2 separate regions of the Anser cygnoides genome follow, and region 1 is linked to region 2. The links are chromatin contacts, called in public Hi-C maps. All regions are on one chromosome and are shown on one strand. Each heading gives the region's core, a stretch centred on a gene start, on an enhancer-like site or on the middle of the called end of the contact. The rest is flanking DNA. Distances are from core to core; before and after follow the strand shown.

Evidence for each region. A called contact is a pair of places that touch in the nucleus more often than the background predicts.
Region 1: a Hi-C map of liver shows a contact between it and region 2, with 1.8 times the contacts expected there. The contact joins two enhancer-like sites. A contact is called at or near these places in 2 of 7 Hi-C or Micro-C datasets (both in liver).

What each region holds. Positions count from the first base shown.
Region 1 is chr3:15,053,888-15,058,203 of Taihu_goose_T2T_genome, reverse strand. No RefSeq gene overlaps it. Among named protein-coding and RNA genes, the nearest start is that of RRBP1, 16 kb to the right of the region's middle. Within about 2 kb of position 2,418, at least 2 of the 3 cell types and tissues checked have open chromatin away from gene starts, as enhancers often do. A contact at or near this core is called in liver, where this site is marked.
Region 2 is chr3:14,427,017-14,431,188 of Taihu_goose_T2T_genome, reverse strand. It overlaps PEX6 (peroxisomal biogenesis factor 6), which reads right to left. Exons shown (of 18, transcript XM_066993520.1): 12 at 2,165-2,370; 13 at 2,023-2,084; 14 at 1,599-1,707; 15 at 330-446. Among named protein-coding and RNA genes, the nearest start is that of GNMT, 7.8 kb to the left of the region's middle. Within about 2 kb of position 1,893, at least 2 of the 3 cell types and tissues checked have open chromatin away from gene starts, as enhancers often do. A contact at or near this core is called in liver, where this site is marked.

The sequences.
Region 1 (4,316 bases), core at 1,169-3,668, 630 kb before region 2:
TATGCAGTTTTATGGATAAGGAGAACCAGGATGAGCATGTGACATGGTGGCAGGATGTGTCTTTTGTGTGGCCTCCGATGTCAGTGTACCGGCTGTGTGTTAGCAAGTCAGCAGTGTCATGAGGAGGAAACGCTCCTTCACTGTGTGGGTGACAGGGGCCCGGCACAGGCTGCCCACAGAGGCTGTGGGGCCTCCTCCTTGGAGATCTTCAAGCCCCACTTGGATGTGATCCTGGGCAAGCAGCTCTGGGTGGCCCTGCTTGAGCAGGGGTTGGACCAGATGGCCCCAGAGGTCCCTTCCCACCTCAGCCCTTCTGGGATCTGTGACCAGATCTGGAGCAGATGGGGTCTGTAACCAACAGGTTTGCCCGTGGGCCCAACAGCATGCTCAGCCAGGCAGATCCCAGCCCCAGGGCACGCGAGGCTGACAGGACAGGACCTCGTGCATTTGCAGGCCGGGAATTATCGGTGCTGGGCCAGCCCTTAGCACTTTTGAGAAAAATCACTATTATGTACGTGTTTCTGTCCAGAAACCCACACAGCTGCAGGGCTGGGAGATACCAGTGCACCTGAAACTGTGGCAGAAGAGCAGGATGCTATGTTTTAAATGCCCCCTGCATCAGGCATTATGAGCTAAGATTTAAAGTGAAAAAAGATAGTACGCCTCTTTGTTGCGGGAAATAGCTTGCTAGCAGCCAAATAGGGACGCTGAAGTCGGGCTGACAGGTGAATTAACACCGCTACTAGCCACCCTTTTAGTTCTTGAAAGTACCAGGGTGTATTTTTATCACCAGGGTTTTAGGTGTTTTAGGCCTGAAACCACCTCGGAGTCTGAAAGTCAAGCCCGCCCTGCCAAACCACGCAGCTGCGCTTGGGCAGCCAGACGTTGAGAAAGGAAAAGCCACGTAGCTAGAGAATTCAAACAAAAGCTGTCATGGTTCCCCAGCTGGGGAGATACAGCAGGGCTGGGGAGAAAATGGTCACTGGGGAACGTCGCTGCTCTGCCGAAGAGGGTTTGGGGGGATTTGGTGAGAAGAAATATCCGGTTCCTGCAGTGACAGGGATCACGGTCTGCCAGGATTAATGCCATCTTGTTATGACTGAGGTGCTCTGGGGTCGGATGGTGCATGGTGTCTGGGCAATGAAACGTGAGCTCTTGAGAGAAGAGGGGAGTTTTAATCAGGAACCGTGAAATGGTTCGCATTTGCCGAGCCATTTGGGGGAAAGAGCTGACTTTTGGATAAGAGACAGATATGTGGAAAGATCTGTCTTATAGAGTCCTCTTTCTGGGTTTCTTGGCTGTCTGTGCTGCCTCTGTCTGTGGCACAGATTTCAGCTGAACTAATCCTGTAAAAATGCTGCAACATCCTCTTAATTCCCTCTAAACCAGATTTTCCTCGGGATAACCACAGCAGAGGCCTGAATCAGTGCAGTCTGTGTTCAGACGTTTCCCGTTGCCTTGAATCACAGTTTGGATGAGCTGAGCTGAGATGCTGGGCAGGGAGCTGGAAGGGCTGGTGGGTCTCATGCTCTCCTGCCACCCTTTGATGGGGCAATAAATTTGGCTGGAGGGCCTGTGGGATGGCCAGGCTTTTTTTTTTTTTTTTTTTTTTTTTTTTAGTATGTAAAAATAGAAAAGAGGGAAAAAAAAAAAAACAAACAACCCTTAAAATTCTTTCTTTCCTTGTCCAGCTTTCTACAGAAACAGCAAGGAGAAAAAGTCCCAGGAGAGCAGTTGCTTGAGGCATAGGCAGGGGGTCCATCCAGATTTGCTGAGTCCAGAGACAAGACACAAAACACATCGCACCAAGCCCCTGGTTTCTTCCTCTTCATGCCATAAAGAACATTTCCTTAAGTGAGAGCACCGTGCCATGCAATTTGCAGACCTCCTGCAACAAAATTTAGAGGGGAAGAAAATCCCCCAGTTTCCTGGGTCCTGAGGGAGCAAAAGGTTTAAACCCAAAGGTCTGCTAAACCCATAGGGCTGATGTTCCTACATCAGGATCTGAGGCTGCTGGTTTTTCATGGTGCTGGGACACAGCTGGAGGAAATCCCATGGGACTTGTAAGGAAACAGAGAGGGAAGAGACAAAGAGAAGATGGAGAAAGACAGAGGACAGGCTGATTGAGATGATCAACATGTAAATGTAACTAAAAGCTAGCGGGCATGTCAAAAACACGTTCCCTGGCATCTTGTACAACCTCCCATGATTTTACAGAGACAATATCCATGGTTTATCGACAACAGCAGGTGAGTACAACCGTGAGACTGCTCTGGTGCCTCTTAATCCCTTTAGCACAGCTCCAGGCATCCTGAGGGCAATGTTATGTGCGTCAGCACAGCAGGACTATCATCCTATGAACAACCTCATGTCCTTCTACTGTGAGGACCAGGGCTTTCACCCAGAGCTGAGGCCTGCTTCTCTCACTCAGCTGGTTGCCTTGCTCTGCTCTGAGAGCACTGGTCAGAAGATACACTTGCCCCTCAATGCCCTTCAGATGTTTTAAGGAGTTGGGCTGAGCCTGGTCAGGCATGGAAGGAGGGTTGGAAGGAGAATGGCCAGGCGGGTTTCTGGGAGCCATCCCCAGGTGGGTAAGACTTGAATCAAACAACTCCAGGAGAATGTGGACTGGGAAAGGAAAGGTCATGTAGAAGCCCAGGAGGAACCTACAGGTCTTCTGCCTACAGAAAAGAGAAATGACAGTAGTGTTGGAGATAAAAGCTTTGTCTCCAGCTAATTAACAGTGCTGATTCCTGCTCGCCGAGCCTAGACGGGCCTTTCAGTGAAAGTCTAAACATTAACAAGGCAAGTGGTGTGCACACAGCGAAGCAGCTCAAACACGGCGTGGGTGGCATGCTGGCGGGCGTTCACACGCAGACACAAAGGAAGGGGTCCTCCAGTGTTCAAGGCTGCCTTCTATCGCTTCGTCAAATATTTGTTTGCATCTGTGACCTTCCGGCATTCCCATCATGGGGGTGATTTCGCCTGCAGGTACGCTGGCAGCCACTTTGAATTACAGCAGGGACCTGTAAGCAGGGCATGTCAACAGAAATCCTCGCAGGTGGGGTTCCTCCAGGAGGTCTTCATTCCTGCAGAACCCAGCGCCAGGCCCTGGCAAAATTTGCCAGTGCCCTGTGACAAGGCTCTCAAAAGTGCTCTTCTCTTCAGAAAGGTTTTTCTGAGGTAACGTGGTGCCAGAGGAACCTCTGGTTTGGTGCAGGGCAGCGCTGCAGCCCCGGGGACGGAGCTGCCCCAGGCCGCTTCAGCTGCAGGCCATGCGGTGCAAGGGGTGAAGGGGAGCCGTGCGCCGCCGCCAGCGATGGGTCAAGGGCTTCCCTGCTCTGGGCTGCTGTAAGCTCAGCCTTTTAAAACACCGCCACGCCGGCCAAAAGGCTCTTTCCACGTGTTGGGAAGGCAAATAGAGCCGAGCACCAGGGAGCAGGCAGAACTGGCCTTTAGTTGCCAGCTCTTCTTGGCTGGTCAGAGAGGATGTTTCCTGAGACCTAATGTACCTCCCACTTTTATTTATTTATTTTCGTCAGGGTGCAGAGCCGGGGGCTGGGGTAGGACGTGCACAAACTCACCGTGTGTTCGGCATCGCGCAGCTGCCTTAGGGAATTCTTTCCCCTCCCCTCCACCCAGGCTGCCCCTCCTCATCTCCTGGAGCTGCAGCCGGCTTGGGAGCAATGCCACCGCAGCGCTGGGACCCGGGGGAGGTCCTGCCTCCAAAAATAATTCTCTGTCTGCCCAGTATCCACTTTATTTATTTATTTATTTTAAGCTGGATCTGTTCCCTGATCAAACCCGTGATAGGGTGAGCTGTGGTGGGTCACTGGGGAGGGGAAGGTGGCATTTTCCTGCACAGGCCCTGGATATTCCAGCACAGGATGGCCTGGTTGGCCATCAAAAGCCCTGCCAGACTCAGAGCAGGGGGACAGAGCACCAAAAATGTTGCCTGATGCTCCTCAAGCAGCAGAGGCTCACGGAGCCTGCGGTGCCTGGTAGACAGGCCCTTGTTATTATGCCCCAATGACAAGCTGCATCCAAGGAATGTCGAAGAGCATTGCTGATGTTTGTGAGATAGCCTACAGGCTCATGGACCCATCCTAACACTGCTTAGTGCTTTGGCGAGACCAGCTACCTGGGATAGATATTTACCACCCTGGTCACACAGGGGTTTACCACCCTGGTCACACATTTCAGGCTAGCAGGGCTCTTCATGTCATCTTGTCCATGATGATTCTGTCCAAGATACTCCTGAACATCATAGTTCGCCTGTGTCAGACCCCAGAGGTTGTGCTGGCTAACACACACAG
Region 2 (4,172 bases), core at 644-3,143:
AGGACAGGCTGGGAGGCAGCTCTCCAGAAAAGACCCTGGGAGACCAAGTCCTACCGCCAGTTTGGTGCCACGGCAGGACTCCTACTGCCTTGCTCTGCTGCTGGGGCAATAACCAGAGTAGGGGGGAACGTAACGAGCACGGTATCTTGTGCCGCTGCTCCAGCTATAGGCTCTGGCCTCGTGTCAGCTGCCTGTCTTCCCCAGAAGCCAGGGCAGGCTTTAGGAAGAGTCCCTGTGGGGGGAACATGGCAGAGACCCAGCTCAGCTCATCACCAGCTGAGGTGCTCTACAGCCCTGCCCTGAAGCGAGGCAGGTAGGAGGCGACGCACCTGCCCGGCCGGAGCAGCGCTGGGTCCAGGAGGTCAGGCCTGTTCGTGGCTCCAATGACAAACATCTCTCGGCTGGAATGAAGGCCGTCGAGCTCAGCCAGGAGCTGCGAGACAACTCTGCAGGGAGCAAGACGGGACATTCACAACTGGGCCCTGAAAGGAGGAACAGGCGAGGCCACTAAGGGTCCACGTCCTGGGCTTCGGCTCCTACTTCCCTTCCCTGGAACAGCCCGGACACAGCCGCCCAGACCTCTCTGGGCACAGCCAGCGATTGCATGGGCTCATTGCAAAGTCAGCACAAACCCCTGGTACCAAAACAGCCCTTCATACTTGTGCTTGGCTCTGACCCCTTCCAGGCTGTCTGCACGTGCTTACAACTTGCTATCAGACGCTGGCAACACGGACCAAACATAGGCAGGCACGCATGGCTAGGGATCAGATTCCCCACACAGACGTGCTGGTCAATCCCAACTCTCCCTGCTATGCGGTGCTGCCCAGCAAGTTCAGCCGCAAGACTGCCCCGTCAGTCAGTGCTGGGGACGCCCCGGTGGGCCTGCGATGCTGCCGGCCAGTCCTCAGGGCAGCGAACAGCACACGGTGCAGATCTAGTTCTGCAAACCACGGGGCTCGAGGACGTCTGGCAGCAGAGAACTTCAGCGCTGCACAGGCCGCCCGGCGTGAGGAAACCTCAACCGGTTTCTGGCGTTGCCTGAGCCAACCAACACAAACCATACCCAGCCCCTTCCAGAGCTGTTGGCCTGTGTATGTGAAGATGGGCGCTGTGGGCACATGGTGGCACTGCAAAACTCTGCACAACCCCTCACGGATGGAGAGAAGACTGGAGAGGGACTATCAGCTCAGGATAAGAGCCCTGGGGGAAGTCACCCTGTTTCTGCGTATCGCCAAGCTGTACGTGCTTTGCTTCTATCAGAGGCAGCTGAAAGGTTTCCCACCGCAAGGCAGGGGTGTGAAGGATGGCCTTGGAAGAGGCCAAAGGGAACAGTTGGCAGCCACAGAAGCAGTTGGAGGAGGCTCAGTTTTAACCAAATGTTTGCACAACAAGCTTGGGCAATCAGGAATCTGCTGCAATGCAAACAGCAGTACTACGAGCCTGAGAGGGGAGACAGGCCATGCAGAGGGTTTGAAGGGAGCAGGAAGGGAAAAGGGAGATAAAGAGCTGGGATGGACTCTGCCTTGCCGCGCCATCCCGTGCACCCCTAGCTGAGGCAGGCATGCCCGCTCTGCCAAGGACACGCTACGCTCACTCACCTGTCCATGACACCCCCCGAGTCTCCGCTCCGCCCACGATTTGGGGCCAGGGAATCCAGTTCGTCAAAGAAGATGATGCAGGGAGCAGCTGCCCGGGCTCTGGCAAACACTGGGAGGAGACACAAGAGCACACGAGATGAGAAAGCAGGAGGAGCAACCGACGGACCCCGAGTGGAGTCACCAGCAGAGAAGAGCTGAAGAGCTGTGGATGGAAGTGAGCTGCCTGCTGCCTCACCACCGCTCTCTACTCCAGCCAGAAGGGCTCAGAGAGAGCCAGACTGGCTGTAAGAGACTGCTGGATATATGCCCTTGCTGCCTGCTGTGGATGGGAGTTTGGAAAAGCGGTTTAAGCCCTCCCACCTTCCCTCCGGCACCACAGAGCAGCCCCTCTTGCCACACGCAGGCTCAGGACGCTTCCGCTCACCGTTGCGCACGTTCTCCTCGCTCTGCCCCACGTACATGTTGATGAGCTCTGGCCCCTTCACGCTGCAGGGGGAGAAGGGAGCTGGTTAGAGCATGGCCAGCCACCGCTAGGAGAAAGTCAGTCCTCCCGCACGGCTCTTCACCTAAGGAAGGTCATGGTGCACGTGGTTGCCACAGCTTTTGCCAGCAAGGTCTTCCCTGTCCCAGGAGGCCCGTACAGCAGTAGACCAGAGCGGCACAGACCCAGCGACAGCAGTTCTGGGTGCTCCAGGGGCAACTGGATTGTGTCCAGGATCTCCTTCTTCACCTCATGGAGCCCACCAACATCCTGCCAGGACACGGAGGGGATCTGCACGAGAGGGAGAGTCCCTGTCAGCACTTCTTCCTGAGCCTGCCCGTTCAGCCCTTGCTCCAGTCGTCAGCCTCTCGTGCTGCGGGGCAGCGTGTCAGCCCCTCACCACACTGCCCAGCCACGTGAGATCCCCTAGGGGCACATGGGGGAAGGCTGAAAAAAGGAAAAATGGACCTAGCAACTTGTGTTTAGGGCACTTTGTTCCCCACGGTGCTGAGACTGAGCAAGGGCTTCACAACAGAGTGACAAAACCTGGGCTACTGAGACCTCTGTCGCGTGAGGGAGGATGTGAAAGACAGACATCCTGGAGGACACCACAAAAAAACTAGCTGCTTTTGAAAAGGAAAATGCAGGAACAAAATCCATGGGTTTACAAGTAGGTAGGGATGGGGCCAGCTGCAAGCATGCAAGGGAGGATTGCTAAGCGAGGAAAGACAGCAAACTTGAGAGGGGGGAGCCATGCCACTTGTATTATTTTATGGTAAAAGAACCTTGGAGGAGGAGGAGGGTGCTCTGTGCAAAGCCTTTGAAATCGCAGGCACGCCAGAGCCTGGGTGACAGATCCCCCCGAGCCAGAGCAGCTCTCGTGGGAACACACAGAGAAAACAAAGCCCCAGCACACTTCCCCCAGCTGCTGGCTGGGTGGTGAACAGGTGCCAGCACAAACGGGGAGTTTAAAAATAGGCCAAAGCTAAATTCTTTCCCCCTCCTTTGGCTCCCTCCCCTCTTTCAGCTCTCCTTCCTTTGCTACTCGAGATGATGTTATCACGCTTTTACTCCAGCTGTCCAGCAACTCCGCCGGAAAATCAGGTCTGACAAGATAAGGATTTCTAGAAAAAAAAACCTTCTAAAGCAAGAGATCGCAGGCACTCTTCCTTCACTGCTGATGAACAGAAGAGCTGCCTTCTCCCCCACACTCCTGCTTATGCTGCCTCTCCCTAGAAAAAGCTCTGCAGACATCAGCACAAGAGCTGGAACGCTGCAAGGTTGTTTTCAAAGGAGAACATTGTAACTGCAGGACACGCCGGAGATGCTGCTAGCAACTGAAGTTTGAAATCGTTTTTTAATCAGAGGCTCAAGCTGGTATCCCATTAACTGCAAGGAAAAACGTGTGACTAACCAGAAACAGTAATCACGGAATTGAGAGTTACGTACGTTGAAAATATCCGTGCCTGCTAATGGGCTTTTTGAACCCTAGCCAGTAACTAAGAAATCGATAAAGGATTGCAAAATACAAGCAGAATTAGCTTCCATTCACACAGCTCGCTGCCGAGCATGCTCTGTGGTTAGTATTTGTCTTAGAGTGAACTTGGTAAACACACCTCAAAGCAGAGCTCGTTTGGCTAATTCATTAATTTATTCGATACCGAACAGCCCCAGAGCGGCTCCCAGCTGACAAGAGCAGCAAGGCGATACCTTGCTCAGGCAGGACTGCAAACGGGCAGCCGGGGAAGGTGCCGGAACAACTGCTCTGAGGACTGTTTCCAGCCCTGCGCTGAGCGCAGTCATTTGCAGGTGGGGGCGGGGAGAAGAGGCTCTGATCGTCGTGCTTGGCCCTGACACCGCGCTGCCCAGCAGAAGCGGTCACCCCAAATGCTGTTTCCCTGGTCACGAGCCACCGGAGGCAGGGCATGCCCCTCCCAAGAAGCTGACCCTGCTGGTTTTCTCTCACCCCCCACGGCCCTCTCCCTGAAGGATCCCCGACTTTTCAAACTGCCCCGCTCTCAGAAAAGCCTGTGCCAGCTCGAGCCATGATCAAGGCCATGGATCAAGTTTAAAGCTTCTCACACGAGGGGAAA